Linked DNA regions of Sus scrofa: region 1 is linked to region 2. A link is a contact called in public Hi-C data. All regions are on one chromosome and are shown on one strand. Each heading gives the region's core, a stretch centred on a gene start, on an enhancer-like site or on the middle of the called end of the contact. The rest is flanking DNA. Distances are from core to core; before and after follow the strand shown. Region 1 holds the start of AKAP6 (A-kinase anchor protein 6). Region 2 holds the start of SPTSSA (serine palmitoyltransferase small subunit A).

Region 1 (6,425 bases), core at 1,804-4,303, 2.2 Mb after region 2:
TTGATACTGTGGTTCTGACTCATATCCTGCTCAAGAGGATATGAGGATTTGGGTTGAGTTTCTTTTTAATTAGAGCAAAATGCCTAAATATTTAGGAAATAACTTGTGGGTTTTGCTTGTTCCAGTTGTGTCATAGCACTTTGTTCCCTTTCTGTGAATAAAAAGAATAAGAACACAGTAGATTTTCCACTATCAGTGTGTGCTATCCTTTTGTTGCAGTAAAATGAGCAGAACTCAAGAAATGTGGTTGTAAAGTGACAGGCTTGAAATCTTTATTCTTTTCTAAGGTACTGCAAAGTGTATGACCTAGTAATACTCTAAGTGGTACAGTGGAAAGAGAAATGAATTTGGTCTCAGAAGATGATAGGACCGGTACCACTACTGCCTGGGGAAATCACTACACACTTAGCCTAAGTTTCCTTTTCTGAGAAATGGGATTTTCCACCTTTTTTGGTCTAAAACGTCACTGATTGTAAGAGGCACCATAGTTTTAGATAGCACTATGAAAACACAGGTGATTGTTTTATTCCACTGGTAATGAAAGTAGTTACAATTATTATGACATTTATTGGTAATAGAGTCCAAACATTCCAGAACATAAAACTAAAACTCAGAGTTCCTTCTGTGACACAGTGAGTTAAGAATCTGACTGCAGCAGCTCAGATCACTGAGGAGGTGCCAGTTTGATCCCCCAGCTGGAACAGTGGGTTAAAGGATTCAGTATTGCTGCAGCTGTGGCTTGAACCAGGGAATTTCCATATGCCACAGGTGTGACGGTGAAATTAAAAAAACAAAAGCAAAACCAAAAAACTCTAAAACTCAGTTTTTTGTTGTTAAAAAATCAATTAGCCGAGAAAAATCCTTTAAATCAAACTTTCCTAAAGTCAAGTTGTTAAAAATGCCTACTGAGACTCCTGAAATCTTAAGATACAAAAGATTATCTAAAAAGCCACCAACCTCAAAACTTTGCTATACAACTTGCAAAAAATGTGTTAAAGTACATCGCCCCCTAAAAAAGTGATTGGAGACTTAATCTCACTTAACTGTTGATAAGAGCAAGAATTGGTTTCATCAAAATCTAAATATGAGACCTTAAATATTTTCTAGTTTGGCAGAAGCCAACAGTGTTTCAATGCTGCAAATGTGTGGAGTGAAAACATGAGAGTAATTACAAAGGTATAAGGTGAACTGGGTAAATGTACTCAGGGAGCCAGGACCAGGAAAAAAGAAACAGGAAGAAAAATCTAAGGGAACATAGAGACTCGGGAGAAAGAAAAAAAACAAAAAAAAAAACAACCGTGTAACAGAAAGGAGAGAACAGAATAAGGAAATCCAAAATGTTAAATACTTCTGGCAATTGTCCTCCTGGATAAGGGTTTCAATAAATGTACAGCCTTTCAGAAAATATCCAGAAAAGAAACAGGCTGAATTCAATAGTGATGAGGGTGGGTGGAGCTATTTTTCTTATCCAACTGATTATACATTAAAAAAAAAAAAAAAAAAAGTATAGCTAAAGGAGAGCCTAATGAGTGAGGGAGGTGAGGCCTAGAGACCAATTAAGTGGCTCCATAACAGCCTCATACTAGTGAGGACACAGAAACTGGGCTCCAATCTAGCCTAAGAAAGGGAATTTGTTAGCTCATGTAACTAAACTATGGAAAGGATTGAATGATCCAGAAACTCAAAGGAAATCAGACAGTCTTCCTTCATTTCTTTTTCTGGTGTTTCTCTCTCAATTTTCTTCCTTGGGGTACAGAACTTGGACACCAAGGGCCTTGGGTTTACATCCTTAAAGCTCCATGATCCAAGGGTTAAAAACAAACCAACAAACAGAGACCCAGACCCTCTACCTGGCCAAAAGATCCATCAGTATATTCTAAAATCACTAAGTGAAAGATGTACAGGGAAACTTTATAATGGAGGGGTCAGGCTGCTGACCTCGCCTGAACCCACTGGTTCAGCCAGATATTACCTGCATTGAGATGCCATAGAAAGTATACGCCTTAACCAAAAATAAAAAAAATTGAGAAGGGTCTAATTATACTTTACATTTAACTATAAATTTTCAAGAAACATGGTGGATAGAGAAACGAGATCATCAGTCATAAATGAGCCAAAAGCAAGAATCGTGACGTTCCCCGGTGCAAATATCTGGTTTCCCCAATAAATCAATAGCATAAAGAGAAAGAGGGTGGGGAGGGAGGCGTTAAGGGAATTGAGACTTAAGAGGCTCAGCAACCAAATACAATGTGGAAAGACAGAACCTTGACTGTGAGGGAGGTGGGGTTTAGAGACCTCCATTAAGTGGCTTTCTAAGAGCCTCATAGCAGTGAAGACACAAACCAGTCTAGATCTCTATAACAAACCAACAATAAAAGGCATCTTTCAAACAATCAAGGAAATTTGAACGTGATAGGTTCCTAGGGTGTTGGCAGATGTGACTCTTGCGATTGAGCAACACTGGACAAGAACGAAAGAAAAGCGGCTGACCAGGGATGACTTATTTCCTGCTAACGTCAATCCCTGTCCTTGACAGAATGGTTGCATTCACTCATTTGACTTCAACTAAGTCAAGTCTGAAATAAAGTCCTTTGCCACATCCCCGCCCCTTCTTCCTGCCACCAGGCCTTTATAAGCCGAAAGCCTCACGGTCGCTGCTGAGGCCATCCTGAGCTCAGCCCATACGTTTCAGAAGCCTCTCTTGCTTTACTTACTTGGCTGTATGCAGTTCCTCCCTCCGCAAACCTTACAGAGCCTTACAGAACCCACAGAGTGCATATTATGGAATATTCAAGAATTACCTTAACTTTTCTAGATGTGTAATGGCTGGGTGATTACTTTTTTTTCCCCCAAATTCTCATCAAAGGAAGTTTAAGTGAGAAACGAAGTGAGTGAGGCGGCCCGCTTTATACCGCTGCCGCCTCGCCGACAGACAGCTCGCGCTCCGCTCGCTCGCCCGATCCTCGAGGGCGCAGAGCCCAGAGCCGTCAGCCGCGCTCGCCGCACCCAGCATGCTCCGCGGACCGAGCGCCTCAGCAGGAGGACCCACCGCCCGCACCTAGAGCCCCGGACGCGGCCCTTTACCCAAGGTGCCTCGGGCGCTCATTTGCATGGCCCACAGACATGTGAAGCCGACAGATCGCCGCGGTCTAGCGATCGTGGCACCAAACGTGCGAGCTTCGTGAGTGGGTCCGCGACGTCAAATATCTCTAAATGTCCCGCGGTCGCCGGGAAGAGGCGCAGCTTGGTCACCGTAAGTGTGATAGCAGAGATATCGCCGTGCCTTATATAGCCTGTGGACAGAGGCTGAATCGTGCTCGCTTCGGCAGCACATATACTAAAATTGGAACGATACAGAGAAGATTAGCATGGCCCCTGCGCAAGGATGACACGCAAATTCGTGAAGCGTTCCATATTTTGCGCGGTCTAAACAGCCTTAGCCTTTTGAAAGCTCCAAAAGCACGTCTGGCACTCAGTCCTGAAATTGTGATTTATTTTCAGTATAAAAGTGTTCGTATAATGCAATCTATGAAATGAGAATGAAGCTGAGTTACATCTGGAAATTAATGTCCAAAGGAAACACCGTGAGTCAAAAGCAAAACGTCTGGCACTCAATACTGAAATTGTGATTTATTTTCACTATAAAAATATTCATATGAGGCAATTTATTAAATGAGAATGAAGCTGAGTTGCACATGGAAATTTATGTCCAAATATGCCTTCTTTTCACATCTCGGAAATGAGGGAAATATCAACTTGCATCCCTTTCATAGAACTTAAAAGTTCTGAAATCGACTTATTCATGGTCTTATCTCCTCCAACCATACAAAAGCAAGAGACCCAAGTGGGTTCGCCTCTTGTTCAAGACTGCCTGACATGAATTACTGGATGAGTCCTCAACAAATCATTTCTAAATTATTAAATTACTGAATTATCGCTAAGTTACTGAATCCTGCTAAAGGAAGTAAAGAACATTAGCGCACATTTCTGGGACCTACTTTGTTACATTCCTTGGTCGTGTTGGACTAGAGTGCGTAAATTCTCGCTCAGATTGTGAGCTGGACCAAAGCAGCGACTGTTATCGGATCAGATCAACGCTGGCCAGTGCATGTGGATCCTAGAGCTCCAGATTCAGTTAAAAACTGACGCAGCAAGCTCATTCGTATCTGCTTTCCGTAGTCTGAGACAGATCTTGTGGGCCTGTTCTTATTTGGCTTCTAAGGGGCACTCAAAATGCCTCTTTACCTAAATCGGGTGGATTCCGTCACAGGAAATTTGAAAGTTCATTACCCAAACCAAAAGCAGATTTTTTTAACCAATGAAAACAAGCATTCGACTACAGACACTACGATTACCCAAGTAACTTATAGAAACATGACCGGTGGGCCATGGAAATGCCAGGGTAGCAGTCGAGCTAGACTGCGGTGGAAGAGTCTCGCCAGAGTCCTCAAGGCGCAAAAGGAGAGCAGGTCTCTTAAACTAATCTCAAAACCCCACCTCTCCCCAGCAAAGGGGGCAGGGCGCAAAATATGGAACGCTTCACGAATTTGCGTGTCATCCTTGCGCAGGGGCCATGCTAATCTTCTCTGTATCGTTCCAATTTTAGTATATGTGCTGCCGAAGCGAGCACGATTCAGCCTCTGTCCACAGGCTATATAAGGCACGGCGATATCTCTGCTATCACACTTACGGTGACCAAGCTGCGCCTCTTCCCGGCGACCGCGGGACATTTAGAGATATTTGACGTCGCGGACCCACTCACGAAGCTCGCACGTTTGGTGCCACGATCGCTAGACCGCGGCGATCTGTCGGCTTCACATGTCTGTGGGCCATGCAAATGAGCGCCCGAGGCACCTTGGGTAAAGGGCCGCGTCCGGGGCTCTAGGTGCGGGCGGTGGGTCCTCCTGCTGAGGCGCTCGGTCCGCGGAGCATGCTGGGTGCGGCGAGCGCGGCTGACGGCTCTGGGCTCTGCGCCCTCGAGGATCGGGCGAGCGAGCGGAGCGCGAGCTGTCTGTCGGCGAGGCGGCAGTGGTGCGGTCTTGGCGGCCTGCCTGGAACAAGTGGCATCTCTCTAAGTGTATGGGAATCGGTTGGCCCACTGGGCCACCAGGACGTTGGGTCACTAGGGTTCTGAATCGGACTCGGATCCTCCTAGAAAAATGTGGAACGTGTCGCTGATATATCACCTGTGACATGGGAGCCTTGTACAATTTCCAAAGACTTTATTGAAGTGAGCCCAGTGTCCAGCCTTCCAGGAGATTTCCTCCAACGACTTGACCACTCAGATCTGACGGTCAACACCACACTCTAGGATACCCCAGGCTCCACCAGAACACGAGTGTTTCGGACCTGAGTCCTTCCGCGCAATCGTCAGTGGGATGGTGGGGCGGAGCCAGGGTGGCTGGTCACGCCCTTTCACAGGTGTCACCTTAGAACCTGGCCTCCAACCTACTGGAACATTGAAGAACACGTTAAAGCGCACGTATTTGGTTTGAGTGATGGATCCGAAGAATTAAGCTATTAGATCTGAACTGGAGAATCATTCTTGTATTTTCCTATATTTCTCCACACCCTAACCCTAGCCCTGTTATGATACAAACATGCAGAACAGATCTAAGTGCAAGAAATACTGGAATGTTCACAGCCTTGTAAATTAACTATACTTCAATAAAACTTTTTAAAAATACTGGAATGTTTGCGTTACAGAGTCTGATTTTAACTACAGCAAAAACCATACTGCTCAAGTCTTACACGTTGTGAACTGAGGGCTAAAGGTAAAAGCCTCCATATACTGAAGTAAAGTGTAGGGCATAGGTTTCCCTGCGTTGTGTTAAAGTGGCATCCTTAACAAGGAATATGGCATATTTATAAAATAAGTGAAGTTTTGCTTCTTTTTTTCCTTCCTGTGGTTGTCCTTCCCTTTCCACGACACAATATTTTGAAGTAAAAAGCTGTGAAGGATCGGTAACTTTGAGAAGTTTTAAAATTAGTATCCAATTTTGTGATGCAGTAAAAGAAAATAGGATGAACCCATATGAGTTTCTGGTATTGCTGAGACAAAAATAGCGAAAGGAACAGAAAGCCTACAGGGATTATTGCTAAACCTACCTTTCTCTGTTGTTATAATTCCTTTCTTTAACAGCTTCTGAAAAGTAATAAAATACACCGTTTTTAGCCCCACCCAAAATGAGGCAAAAATGACAGCCTATTGAGTTAAATTGCCCAATTACAAATAAAATATGCTTCCATGTCTTTCTTCTAATGGCCTGTCTTTCCAATAAGCATTTCTGACTTCAAAGCTATTGAGAAATGGTAAATTGATGTTCAACTTTATGATTTGAGATATATCAATCCCTTTCATGTTCTTACTCTCTTTAGAAATCTTACAGCCAGACAGTTTGTAAAAGGATACATAGTATAGGAAG
Region 2 (6,913 bases), core at 1,916-4,415:
CCTATCTTTTCAGCCAAACTTCTCCTGGATTCTTTGTGAATATTGTCATTATCCAGGATCCCATCCTCTTTTCATCATTTCTAGCCAGTCATCACCTCTATAAAGATGGGAGTTCACGTTGTGGTGCAGTGGAAATGAATCTGACTAGGAACCATGAGGTTGCGGGTTCGATTCCTGGCCTCACTCAGTGGGTTAAGGATCCGGCATTGCCCTGAGCTGTGGTGTAGGTAGAAGATGCAGCTCAGATCTGGCATTGATGTGGCTGTGGTGTAGGCCAGCAGTTGTAGCTCTGATTAGACCCTTAGCCTGGGAACCTCCATATGCTGTGGGTATCACCCTTAAAAAACAGAAAACAAACGAACAACAAACAAAAAAAGTCTAGAGAGATGGAAAGATTTGAGTTCACTGGAATCCTGGGGAAGCTGAGAGAGGGAGACTGGCTTGGTAAGGCTGCTCTCCTGAAGAGATGCAGTGGATTGGGGGCTCTACACACAGCGGGAGCCTGCTCAGTGAGGGAAGGATAGCCGTGGATGAGGCTTCCAATCTTGTGTAAACTTAACCGAGCATCACCAAGGACTGAAGTATTTGAAGAGAAAGGAACAGAGCCTGCCAGTGCTCGAATAGATCTGGAAAGAGATAGCTCAGGGATAACCAGAGACAGAAAGGAGCCTAACACAGTAAGACTTGGAAGTGGAATGGAGTTCCCCATTGTGGCTCAGTGTTAAGAACCTGACTAGTATCCGTGAGGATGCATGTTTGATCCCTGTTTCACTCCCAGATCTAAAGATCTGACATTGCCATGAACTGCAGTTGTAGGTTGCAGATGCAGCTCAGATGTGGCATTGCTGTGGCTGTGACTGTGGCTGGCAGCTATGGCTCCAATTCAACCCCTAGCCTGGGACCTTCCATGTGCCATGGGTGTGGCCATTAAAAAAAAAAAAAAGAAAAAGAAAAAAGAAAAAAAGTGGGAGGGCCAAGAGGACTTGGATCTCTCAGGGATGAGGAAGTCTGAGTGTGTGTTATTTATGTCCCATTTACAGTGTTTACTTCTGTAAGGTCTCCAACAGGATCCTCTTTCCCTCCAGGTTACTGCTTACCTCCACATCTTGTCCAAAAAGCAAATCTTACTAAGCCATTGGCTCTTTTAACATTTGGACAAAGTCCCGTTTACTATCTAGCCCCATCTCTCACTACTACTTATGTATTCTTTTTGCTTCAGCCGTGTGGAAGTTATTCCATCTCTTAAAAGCACCAGGCCTTCATATAGGGGTTCCATACTCCCATGCTTGGAATACCCATCTCAGTTTCTTTCTTTCTTCATCTTCTTCTTCTTTTTTTTTTTTTTTTGGTCTTTTTGGCTTTTTAGGGCTGCACCCCTGGTATATGGATATTCCCAGGCTAGGGGTACAATCGGAGCCGTAGCAGCTGGCCCAAGCCAGAGCCACAGCAATGCAGGATCTAAGCTGTGTCTTCGACCTACACCACAGCTCATGGCAACACCAGATCCTTAACCCACTGAGCGAGGCCAGGGATAGAATCCACGTCCTCATGGGTGCTGGTCAGGTCTGCCAACCGCTGAGCCATGACAGGAACTCCTCACCTTCTTTTTAACCCCAGTCATTCTGCCATTTCTTTCCCTTCAGGACTCAATTTAAGCACCACTTCCCAGAAGCCTTTTAGAATACTGGAGTTCCAGTCATGGCTCAAAAGTAACGAACCCGACTAGTATCCATGAGGATGTGGGTTCAATCCCTGGCCTTGCTCAGTGGTTTAAAGAGTCTGGCATTGCCATGAGCTATTATGTAGGTCACAGACATGGCTTGGATCTGGCGTTGCTGTGGCTGTGGCACAGGCCAGCAGCTGCACCTCCCATTTAACCCCTAGCCTGGGAACCTCCACATGTAGTGGGTGTGGCCCTAAAAAGACAAAAACAGAAAGCAAGCAAACAAAAAAACCCAGAAGACTTTTACAATACCAATTTCATTTTCTCTGGGCTATCATAGCATTCTACACATAACATAAAAATACCCTTTACAACAATTCACTGTAATCCGTTAACTTGCTTCTCTTCCCTGGTAGACCAGGTAATTTATGAAGGCAGATCTCAGTCTGTCTGTCTTTCTATCCCTTATGTTTAGCTCGACAGCAGTCTAAATGCATAAATAGTTATCAACCAGTAAAGTTTTAAAAGTTTAAGCAAAAGGCTATTTAGAAAACTTTTAACATTTCAATGACAGGCCATTTAATTATCTCACTAACTGTGCGTCTTCATTCCTGAAGGTGAGTGCATTGTTGCTGGCTCATTTGCCAGTGGAAAAACCTGAACATTTAAGGGCAAATCTCCTGGAGGTACCTGCCTACAGACAGACTGCAAGCGGCCTGTCGCCTGCAGAACCCACAAGATCTGCGTCTTTCTCCTGGCCTTGACCTACATAGCACCTAGAAACACTAAAAGAAGTGAACAGATAGATGTATTTAGGGTAATCTCTTTTGTCTTTAGGTTCAGGAATGCACAGATGTCGGTCTATGTGGGTGTTTTTGTGTGTCTGAGTGCATGTGTGCATGGGGAGGGAGGAAGAGGGTCAAGGGTTCATCTCTTTTTCTCAGATGCCTTCCCTAACTTCGTTGACCGGGTTCTATTCACCTCTGCATCCTCTCCGAGCACCTTATTCTCCTTCTCTGCACTGATCACAGCTCTGATTGCATGTGTGTGCTGACCGCTTGTCTCCCTCGCTAGATGGTAAACCGTACCCGACGAGGTAAGGAACGTATTACGTTCCTGTTCACACTAGTAATCCTCCAGCCCAGTAGGACGCCTAAGGCATCACTGGTATTTCACAAATATTTCTTCGACCCTTGTTTCTGGGCAAGACTTGGGTGGACCCACCGTACAAGGGAGCCAGCGCCCGCCCCCAGTGGGCACAACGCCCCGCCCACCAACTACCGCTCGAGGCTGGGCCGGGCGGGGCCCGGCGGGGCGCTCTCGCGGGGACAGTTCTCCGGCTCGCGTGGGCGCGGCCCGGGGAGGGCGGAAACACCGAGGGGGCGGACACGGCGCGAGGCCGAGGCCTGGCCAATGAGCGCCGGCAGGGCGGGGCTCGCGGCCGGCGGTCCGAGCGCGCGCGGAGCTGGGCGTGCCCACGGGTGACGCGCCGGGCCGGGCGGGCCAATGGGCGCGGGGTGGCGGGCGGGCGGGCCTGGTGGCCGGGGGTTTAGGGCGCGCACGGGAGGCCGGCCGGACAGACTGACGTTCAGCTGCAACGCGGGTGGCGGTTTGTCCGGGATGGCGCTGGCGCGGGCCTGGAAGCAAATGTCCTGGTTCTACTACCAGTACCTGCTGGTCACGGCGCTCTACATGCTGGAGCCGTGGGAGCGGACTGTGTTCAGTATCCTGCCCGGGCCTCGGGGCCCGGTGGGGGCGCGGAGCCGGGGCCGCATCCTCCCGGGGCCCAGGCCCTGGAGGGCTGGGTGGTAGGGGGGCGGCGGGAGGGCGGAGAGGCGGCCCCGCGGGAGCCGCGCACCGACTCGTTTCTTCGTGGCGGGCACGCGGAGCCGAGGTCTCGGCGCCGAGGGTGACGCTCCTGCGGTGGTGGGGGGTGGGGAGGCGGCGGGAACTCTTGAGATCCGAGGTCGCGGATGAGTCACTTGACCCGAAATAGAAGCGTCTTTATTAGTGGAGGAGATTCCCCTCCGGCGATGTGTGCCTGGTGTGCCTACCCTTGCACTTCAGCCGTGGCATCCTTTGGTTCAGTCTCCTGTTCTTGTGGGAGGTGTAAGTGGAGCAGATTGCTCCCGGCTCGGACGGCTTTGACCTTTAACTGTCCCTGATTTACCTGGCTTTAGTTCTAATGAAAATGCTAACCAGTTTATCAGCTTTTAAATCCGGTTGTGAATTTGTGTTCATGGCGTCCCAATATAGTTTTAGAAAGCAATTTTTTAAATTGTACCTATTTGGTCTTCATGATGGTTAGTTTAAAAAGTGCATTCTACTCGTTAATTTGCCATTTGCACAGTTCTTAGCAGTCAAGCTCGAAAGGAATTTGTGGTTAGTTGTAGGTAGTGTTTGAAACCGTTTAATAGATCGCCAATAACTACTTGTCCGACTATTGAGCGTTTACTGTGAGCCAAGCAACTCTGCTAAGCAGTTTGCCTGTTATCTTAAGGCATCTAACTTTCATAACCTCAGTTAATAACTCAAGGTTGTGAAGAAATGCTTCCCGAAGTGTCTCCACTTGTCTGTGTTGAGATCCTTTGATATTATTCTAGAATAAACACTAATAATTAGATGTAACTTTTTTTTTTTTAACTTGGGGGCCAATGAGGAACATAATTTACGTAGCATGCTTGCTTCCTATAGGGCCTCTCCTCTTCAATGTGGTTTAGTTTGGAGTAGCTTCAGAACAACTTTGAACAACTTTGCAAATGCATTATTGCATTGTGGTAGAATGACTGAGGTAATTTCATTCCAAGGCTTAATCAGTGTGTTTATTTATATTAAACAGGCATAAGATTGCACTAAAAGCAGAGTCTTTTGTTTCACCACTTCTGAGGTATCTTAGCTGCTTACAAGCAAACTTAGTTTTATTATTGTTGACATTTCTTTACAAACCTGGAATTTAAGAACCAGAATGCATGTTTTGGATTTAAAGTTTGAAGGTAAAGTATGCTCTAATTTTCTACACCATTTATTTGTTACTACAGTTCAGTTTCACTCTAAGTTCTATAGGTTGGAGCTAATGAGGACCTCTTTGTAAAATGTATAGTAAACTGTATACTGAAATGTAGAGCATCTCTCTTTTTCTTTTCTTTTCTTTTTTGTCTCTTTAGGGCCACACCCACGCCATATGGAGGTTCCCAGGCTAAGGGTCTAATCAGAGCTACAGCTGCTGGCCTATGCCAGAGCCACAGGATTGGAGCTGCCTCTGTGACCTACACCACAGTTATAGCAACAGCGGATCCTTAACACAGCGAGGCCAGGGATCCAACCCGCAACCTCGTGGTCCTATTGACTTTCGCCTCTGGAGGGGGAGTTTTTAACATGTTTCAGAAGTCCCCTTTCTCTGCTGGCAGCCATCCCTGGGAAAGGAAAAGACCAGGTTTTGTAACCAGTGAGACACTCCCTGAGGGCCTCACTGAGTAACATTGTAACCATGCTGTTGAGGGGAAGTGGAGAATTGAAAATACTTTGTTATAATACTTGCAAGCATAGGAGTGTAGTGGCTGAGCTGTTAAGGAATGAGACTAGGATTCATGAGCATGTGGGTTCGATCCCTGGCTTCGCTCAGCCGGTTAAGGAGCTCAGTGGGTTAAGGATCCGGCGTTGCCGTGAGCTGTGGTGTAGGTCACAGACAGACTCGAATCCTGTGTTGCTGTGGCTGTAGCATAGGCCGGCAGCTACACCTCCGATTCTACCCAGGCTGTGGGAACCTCCATGTGCCGTGGGTATGACCCTAAAAAGACAGAAACAAACAAAACCCCCCTCCCCAAAAAACCCCTTGTAAGCATAAATAAAAGTTATTTTATCCTTTTTTTTAAAAATAAAAAAAGTTTTATTCTGTAATCACTGGGTTATATTTGCCATCTCTCTACAGCTTCTTATGTTTCCATGGCATTTTTACTTCTGTTTTATTTTAAGCAAAAGTGTGGGCAGTTTTTTTGTTTTTGTTTTTTTTTGGGGAGGGAAATTAGATTCCCCCCAAGACAGTCATGTTTCTTCAGGGAAAGAGTTTTTTTTTTTTTTAATTAAATTTTATTTTATTTTTTGAGTGGGTATTTATTACACTTTTACTTAGAAATGGGTGGGAAAATAATTTGTATCACAATATATTACTTCTAGAATAAAGTTTATATTGCATCCTGATACGATTACCCTGAGTAACAGTAAATCTTCTGTCTGTTAAAATCGTGTATTTTTAAAATCTGTTAGCTCTTATTTTTTTAGCTCAGTGAATTTTATTATATTTATAGTTGTACAGCGATCATTGCAACCCAATTTTATAGCATTTCCATCCCAAACCCCCAGCCCATCCCCCACTCCCAACCTGTCTCCTTTGGAATCCATAAGTTTTGCAAAGTTTGTGAGTCAGTATCTCTTATGCAAAGAAGTACATTGTGTCCTTTTTTTTAGATTCCACATGTCAGTGATAGCATATGACCTTGGTGTCTCACTAACTTCACTTAGCATGATAATTTCTAGGTCCATCCATGTTGCTGCAAATACCATTATTTCTTTCCTTTTAATGGCTGAATAATATTCCGTTGTGTATGTGTACCACATTGTCTTGATCCACTCCTCTGTCAATGGACATTTAGGTTGTTTTCATGTCTTGGCTATTATATAGAGTGCTGCAATGAATATTGGCATACACATATCTTTTTGAATCATGGTTTTCTCTGGATAGATGCCCAGGAGTGGGATTGCTGGATCAAATGGTAATTCTATTTTTAGTTTTCTGAGGAATCTCCGTACTGTTTTCCACAGTGGTAGCACCAGTTTACATTCCCACTAACAGTGTAATAGGATTCCCTTTTCACCATACCCTCTCCAGCATTTATTGTTTGTGGACTTTTTATGATGGCCATTTTAGCTGGTGTAAGGTGGTACCTCATAGAGGTTTTGATTTACATTTCTCTAATAATGAGTGATGTTGAACATCTCATGTATTTTTTGGCCATCCGTATGTCTTCTTTGGAGAATTGTCTGTTTAGATCTGCCCATATTTTGATGGAGTTGTTTGTTTGTTTGTTTTTGGTATGGAGCTGCAGAAGTTGTTTATAAATTTTGGAGATTAATCCCTGGTCAGTTGCTTCACTTATAAATATTTTCTCCCATTCTGTGAGTTGTCTTTTCATTTTGTTTAGGGTTTCCTTTGCTGTGCAGAAACTTTTAAGGTTAATTAGGTCTCTTTGTTTA

Evidence for each region. Hi-C and Micro-C count contacts between places; a contact is called where the count stands out from the background.
Region 1: a contact with region 2 is called in a Hi-C map of subcutaneous adipose tissue, with 2.2 times the contacts expected there. The contact joins the promoter of AKAP6 here to the promoter of SPTSSA in region 2. A contact is called at or near these places in 1 of 5 promoter capture datasets (liver) and 1 of 47 Hi-C or Micro-C datasets (subcutaneous adipose tissue).

The regions. Positions count from the first base shown.
Region 1 is chr7:67,459,094-67,465,518 of Sscrofa11.1, forward strand. It overlaps AKAP6 (A-kinase anchor protein 6), which reads right to left and starts at 3,054. Exons shown (of 16, transcript XM_021099874.1): 1 at 2,802-3,054.
Region 2 is chr7:65,299,722-65,306,634 of Sscrofa11.1, forward strand. It overlaps SPTSSA (serine palmitoyltransferase small subunit A), which reads left to right and starts at 3,166. Exons shown (of 2, transcript XM_001926473.3): 1 at 3,166-3,386. The coding sequence starts at 3,170.